2 separate regions of the Mus musculus genome follow, and region 2 is linked to region 1. The links are chromatin contacts, called in public promoter capture Hi-C maps. All regions are on one chromosome and are shown on one strand. Each heading gives the region's core, a stretch centred on a gene start, on an enhancer-like site or on the middle of the called end of the contact. The rest is flanking DNA. Distances are from core to core; before and after follow the strand shown. Region 1 holds the start of 4933404O12Rik (RIKEN cDNA 4933404O12 gene). Region 2 holds the start of Nsun5 (NOL1/NOP2/Sun domain family, member 5).

Evidence for each region. Capture Hi-C pulls out chosen DNA fragments and counts their contacts.
Region 2: a contact with region 1 is called in a promoter capture Hi-C map of liver, with 3 times the contacts expected there. The contact joins the promoter of Nsun5 here to the promoter of 4933404O12Rik in region 1.

Annotation. Positions count from the first base shown.
Region 1 is chr5:136,917,483-136,920,700 of GRCm38.p6, forward strand. 4933404O12Rik (RIKEN cDNA 4933404O12 gene) reads left to right here and starts at 1,664. Exons shown (of 4, transcript NR_015555.1): 1 at 1,664-1,949.
Region 2 is chr5:135,368,016-135,371,454 of GRCm38.p6, forward strand. It overlaps Nsun5 (NOL1/NOP2/Sun domain family, member 5), which reads left to right and starts at 1,938. Exons shown (of 10, transcript NM_145414.2): 1 at 1,938-2,061; 2 at 2,176-2,298; 3 at 3,226-3,400. The coding sequence starts at 1,969.

The DNA.
Region 1 (3,218 bases), core at 414-2,913:
AGATCCCAAGCCCAGAACTGGTGCTGCTTATATAGGCCTAGGAGAGGCGTGTCTCACACCCGGATTGGTTGTGCTTGGGTTATGTTTACCACCTCATTTGCATGCCTACATCTGATTGGTTAACCTCTCTCATCTGATTGGTTAATTTTGGTTAATTCTCAAAACCTCATCTTGGCAAAAGAACTTTACTGCCTATGTATGCATGGTGGCCAGCGGAAGCCAGCGCCACCCTGCAACGGCACATGTGGCTTCCCACAATAACCTTGAATCCCTGATCCTTCTGCCTTCACTCTCACAGGCCGCCATTACCCATGCCCAGTTTATGTGATGCTACAGATGGGAGCCAGATGGGCTTCCTGTTAGCCAGGTGTCTACCCACAGAGCTGCAGGCCTCTCTGTTGCTCTTTATACAGCCTTTGAAAGCATGCCTCTTGTTTCCAAAGCCTCAGTGTGGCCCAGGTCCACTTCAGGATTCCAGATACTCAGCCTGTGAAAATCAAAATGAGCTCCGTCTTCTACATCTATAGTCTTATCAGAGTTTTGGTCAGATTATAGAACAAAGGCCATCGTTATCCAAACCCTCTGGTCAGGTGGTTGGCACTGTCTCTTGGGATCCCAGTCTCCTTAGTTACCGTCTCTCAGTGTGTAGCAAGAGAAAGATTCATACCCAGGCCTTTCATTCCTATTGTGTCCTGGAGTGAACATTTAGTTTGAAGGTTAACTCAGAACAAGCCGTTAGTAGTTTTCAAGATTTCTTCCTACCGTATAGGTTATTGTCTTAGTTATGGTTTTACTGCTGTGAACAGACACCATGACCAAGGCAAGTCTTATAAAAACATTTAATTGGGGCTGGCTTACAGGTTCAGAGGTTCAGTCCATTATCAAGGTGGGAGCATGGCAGTATCCAGGCAGGCATGGTGCAGGAGGAGCTGAGAGTTCTATGTCTTCATCCAAAGGCGGCTAGTGGAAGACTGACTCCTAGGCAACTAGGGTGAGAATCTTAAACTCACACCCACAGAGGCACACCTACTCCAACCAGGTCACACCTCCAAATGGTGCCACTCCCTGGCCCAAGAATATACAAACCATCACATTTATGAAGTATGTATTAATCGTAATAGCCACAGGTTCCTTTGGTCTACTTTTGTGTACAACAAACCTTAAAGGAAGATGGCTGAAGACAGGCTAGCCAGGTACAAGCTCCACTTAGGATATGCAGTGTCTGAAACGGCTCCGAGGGTAAATATAAAAAAGGGACTTTCTAAATACTATTTAAGTACTTATAAGGCAAATACTGTGTTTGAATTCTCCTTAAAGGCGTGGCTAGTAATCAATGGACTACGTTTCCCATAGCTCCTGTGGCAGCTTCTCTGCATTTCCTAGAAGGCTGTTCGCCCTTTGCTCTGGCCCTGATCATCCGTGGGAAGAAAAAATGGCAATGTATTCGTCAGCATTGTTTAAGTCAAATATCGTCTTTTGTCCTTTATCGTTCCCCTAATCTGGCTTCTGCTCCTTCGCTCGCTGGCTTGCAGAGCCCAAATAATCTGAGAATAGTCTCTGTGGCAACTACAACGGTTTCTAGGGCTACTCGGAGAAGCAGGAGGCTGTCCATGCCGAAGCATTCTGGGAGTTGTAGTTCTGGTTCCTTTCCAGGCAACGGCTTGTCTTGCTCTGCCTCCTCCCACACCAGAAGTGAGCATCAGGTGGTGGCGAGCGCGTAGACAGGGTGAAAGGTGTGAGGGTTAGCGACAGATCTGCGTATTCACCTTGCTGGTCACCGGCCACCACCACCTCGGCGCCAATGAATTTTCTGTCGCGAGCCCCGCTAACGGCTTGCCGCTGAAAACTCTGGGAAATGTAGTTAGGCGCGAGCAAGCTGTCGTTAGTTGCAGGTCTGAGGCGGGAACCGGGGCTCCTCATGTGTTCGCGGCTCGGTTCAGCCTTCCACGGTGAGGATTTTCAGCCGGGAAATCAGGACAAGACCTGGGACTGGATGCGCGGGAAGCCCAGCCCTGAGCCGGGGGGTGGGGGTGGGTGGGGGCGCAGGCCACCTCTCCAGTCCTGAAACCCCCCCCCCCCCCCCCCCGGTGATGTGACTCTGGGTTAACCGTCTAGTTCCTTCACGTTGTCCGGAATAGCAGAATGGATCCTGGTGATCGGAGCAATTAGGTGCTGTCCATGGGCTGGGGAGATGACACAGGGGTAAGAGAGCTTTTGCAACCTTGAGAAACCGCTCGAATCCCCAGCAGGGAGACAGGGACACAACCAACATGTGGGATCAGAGACCCTAGCCGCCAGCCTAGTCTACCTTCAAGTTCAGAGACGGACCCTGGCTCTGGGGAATGAAGCTGGGAGTAATAACTTCCTGTGGCCCCTGCAGTTGCACACGAGCTCTCAAGCATATGTCAGCATGCATACACCACACACAATAAGTAGTGATGGGTGCTGCCACAGCCACAGCCCTCCACTATTAAAGAAGAGGGAGCTGGGGTTAGAGTCGATAAGGTACCCCTCATCCATGGTCTAGCTGGGGCCGACAGACACAGATCTGCAGTACCTAGCAGTGTTTGCCCTCGGAAGCTTCACTGCTTCCTAAGAGCAAACGCGTTGATACTCCAGTAAATGACAAGGCTGGCGGGTGCTTTTGTTTGATTGGTTGGTTTTTGTTTTGTTTTGGGGGGATTTTGTTGTTTTCTGTTTTGTTTGTTTTTAGTCTGATGTTTGTTTTGGTTGTTGCCGTATGTATTTAGGGGGAGGGCATGTAGTGGTCAGAAAACTTTCTGGGTTCAGAAATTGATCCTTTCCTTTTGCCACGTGGGTCTGGGGGATTGCACTCATGTGATGCAGTGAGTGATCACATTTACCTGCTGAGCTATCTCACCACCTATCTTGGTTTTGTTTGAAATAAGGTCTGTATATGTAACCCTAGGCTGGCTTGGAACTTATAGTCATCCTCCTGCCTCAGCTTCCCCCAGTCCTGGGATTACAGACTTTAGGGAAATCATGATTAAAAATAAATAAATAGCCAGGCTGGTTGCACATGCGTGCGATTCCAGTGCTCACAAGGTAGAGACGGGGAAGTCAAGACTAATTTGAGGCTAGCCTGATCTACATAACAAGATGCAGACCAGGCAGGGCTACATAGTGAAACCTTGTCCCCTTCCATCACTAAAAAAAAAAAGAAGAGTGGGAGAGTGAAAGGACCAGCCATGTAAAGG
Region 2 (3,439 bases), core at 688-3,187, 1.5 Mb before region 1:
TCCCAACTTGTCCAGCAGAGGGCAGAAACATTTCCTCACATATTTAAACGTTATCACTGGGGCCTTCAAACATCTATTAAAAACAATGCATTTGACATTTTTCTCATTAATTATTACTACTACTATTTTAATACTTATTTTTATGTAGGTGAATGCTTGCGGGTGCTGTGCCCACAGAGGTGTCATGACCGGAGTAAGAAGGTGCCTGGCAGGCGCTGCCAAGGCGTCCCCTTGAGGAATCACGCGATAGGCCTAGTATAAAGTTTGTTGGGAAAGGAAAGAGAGTGGGGACTTGGAAAAGGGTAGAGGGAGGGAAGGGGGTGGGGCAGAAAGAAGAAGAGACAGGCGGGCCAGGAACACGTGGGGACAGCGAGAGTGAAAGGAGAGGAGACTTGGGTAGTGACTAGCAGTCCTCTTCAACACTGCTGCTGTACCTGGCAAGCCGCATAAGTGGCAGCCGATGACGCAAGCTGTTGCTAAGTTGCTATTGAGCAGAGCCTAGCAGAATTGTCTGTAAGCCAACAGTCAGAAACTATGGAATCCCTTGGAGGTGGCATTACAAAAGGTTTTGATTGCCTAACATGTCTGGGAACAGTATGTGCTCTTAAGGTCTGAGCCACCTTTCTTAGGCCCAACTACCATTATTTTGATTGTCTCATGTAGTCCAGGCTGGTGTGAATTGGCTAGCCAAAGATGACCTCAAATCAATCTTTCTTCCTTTCCTTCCTTCTTTTCTTAAAAGATGTGAGAAGAGGGCATCAGATCCCCTTATAGATGGTTGTGAACCACCATGTGGTTCCTGGGAATTGAACTCAGGACCTTTGGAAAAGCAGACAGTGCTCTTAACCAGTGAGCCATCAGGAGCGTACCATCATGCCCGGTTTATACAGTGGAAGGATTGGAACCAAAGGCTTTCTGCCTGTTAGGCAAGCCCTCTATATAGATTGAGTCCCATCATTGGTCCTCCTCATCAATGTTGAGAATTGATCCCAGGGCTTTGCACATGCTAGGCAAGTGCTCTACTCCGAGGGACAATGTCTGTCGGCCCTATTAAACACCCACTTTTTTTTTTTTTTTAAACAATCTACTTTTTCCAGCGCTAGGGTCCCAGAGAGCCACATTTACTAGATGGGTGTTCAACAACTCCAAGCACACCAGTGGATTCTAGGCAGGTGCTCTACCACTGAGCCACGCCCCCAGCCCCTCCCTGGGGGATTCTAGGCAGGGACTCTACCACTGAGCCACGCCCCAGCCCCTCCCTGGGGGATTCTAGGCAGGGGCTCTACCACTGAGCCACATCCCAACCTCTCAGTGGAGGCATCAAGGCACGTGCTTTATTACTGAACCTTTCATCCGGTCACAGGGAGAGGCTGACACAGGACTGCTAGGAGAGTCTGCGTAGCCTTCTGAGTTCCAAAGTCTTAAAAAAAAAATTAAAAACTACAAAATAGCCTGGCGTGGTTGTGCACGCCTTTAATAAAAGCACTTGGGAGGCAGAGGCAGGCGGATTTCTGAGTTCGAGGCCAGCCTGGTCTCTACAGAGACAGCCAGGGGATACACAGAGAAACCCTGTCTCAAAAAAACAACAAAAACAAACAAACAAACAAAAAAAAAACCAATCCACAACAACAAACTACAAAATAGCTACACTGAATTCTAAAAAGAAAGTAGACTTTTTTCATTCTACATACAGGACCTCATTATGTAGCTCTGGCTGTCCTGTAACTACTTAGACCTAGCTGACCTTAAACTCGCAAAGATCCTTCTGCCTCTGTTTCCCGCGCGCTAGGATTAAAGGCGTGAGCCAGCCCGCTCGGATTTAGAGCCTAAGATTAATTTTTGGACGCTGAAAACGGAAAGCAGCGAACCCTTTGACTCCGGAAATCCGGTTGTACAAATTGTTGCGGCGGCCGTAAAGCCAGCCCGAGTTTTGCGACAGTGTCGTAGAGCGCTTGAGGCGGGGAGAGCATGGGGCTGTACGCGGCCGCCGCGGCGGTGCTGGCCGGCGTGGAAAGCCGCCAGGGCTCCCTCAAGGGGTTGGTGTATTCCAGCAACTTCCAGGTAGTGAGGCCGGGGGCTGGCAAGCCGGGCTGGGGAGCGGGGCTTGTCCGGGCGGGAGGGCGAGGCGAGGCGAGGCCCGCGTGGGGTGCAGCGGGTGTCCCCTGTGTCGCACAGAACCTGAAGCAGTTGTACGCTCTGGTGTGCGAGACGCAGCGCTACTCGGCCGTGCTGGACGCTGTCATCGCCAGTGCTGGGCTCCTTCGCGCCGAGAAGAAGCTGAGACCGCACCTTGCCAAGGTGAGCGGCGGCCAGAGGCTGTTACCCGTGCGTGGCTCTCACACTTCTTTCTGGGGTCCCAGTTGAGCTGGGTCAGATGTGACTCCCCTTGGAGCATTGCAGGAAGGGCTAAGTAGGACGAAGGTGCAAACTAGTAGTGGCTGAGGCTACCTACCGGACAGGGTGATGATGGCAAGGTCGGTCGGGGTCCAGAGCTCTGCTGGCGACCTGGGGGGTGGGGTAGGGTGGGGAGGGGGAGCTTCAGGCATGGGGCAGGACACGGGGTTTGCAGATGGCATTTGCTCTCGTCTCTTTACCCGCCTGCCTGGATGCCTGTCTTTTTGTAATGCTGGGAGATTGAACCCAGAGTCTCCAACAAGCCATAGAAGAGTTCTCCCACTGAGTCACACCCACAACACCTCATTGGACAGCATCACTAGACAGATGCTCTATTTTTGAGCAGTACCCCCAGCCCCTCACTGGGGGATTCTAGGCAGGTGCTTATTGCTGAGCTGCAATCCCTATTTCTTCTCTGGTGGATACTAAGCAAGCTTCCTACCCTACTGCTGAGCCACCGCCTCCGTTGCCTCCTCTTCCTTCTCCCCCTTTCGTCCTCTTCGGTCTTTAGAGACAGGCTTTCTCTGTGTCACCCAGGCTGTTCTGGAACTCACTCTGTAGATCAGGCTGACCTCGAACTTACAGAGAACCGCTTGTCTCTGCCTCTTGAGTGCTGGGATTAAAGGCACCATTACCCAGTTAGCTTGTAGTTTTCTTGCTTATGCATCTGATGTTGCTGGCATTATGGACATTTGCCCTAACATCATGCCATTAATTTCTTTTGTGATCTTGGGCAAGAGAACTCTATTGACATGACCATCTGGACAGGTACCTACTTCTCCCACTGGAGGGTTTTATGGTGTTAATAGTTTTGTGTTTTTTCCTGTCCAGGTGCTAGTGTATGAATTATTGCTGGGGAAGGGGTTTCGAGGGGGTGGAGGCCGATGGAAGGCTCTGCTGGGCCGGCACCAGGCAAGGCTCAAGGCTGAGCTGGCCCGACTCAAGGTTCATCGGGGTGTGAGCCGAAATGAGGACCTGTTGCAAGAGAGCTCCAGACCTGGCCAAGGTGACTTGGAGGCTGAGGGGCGGGAGGGGAGTGACCCTC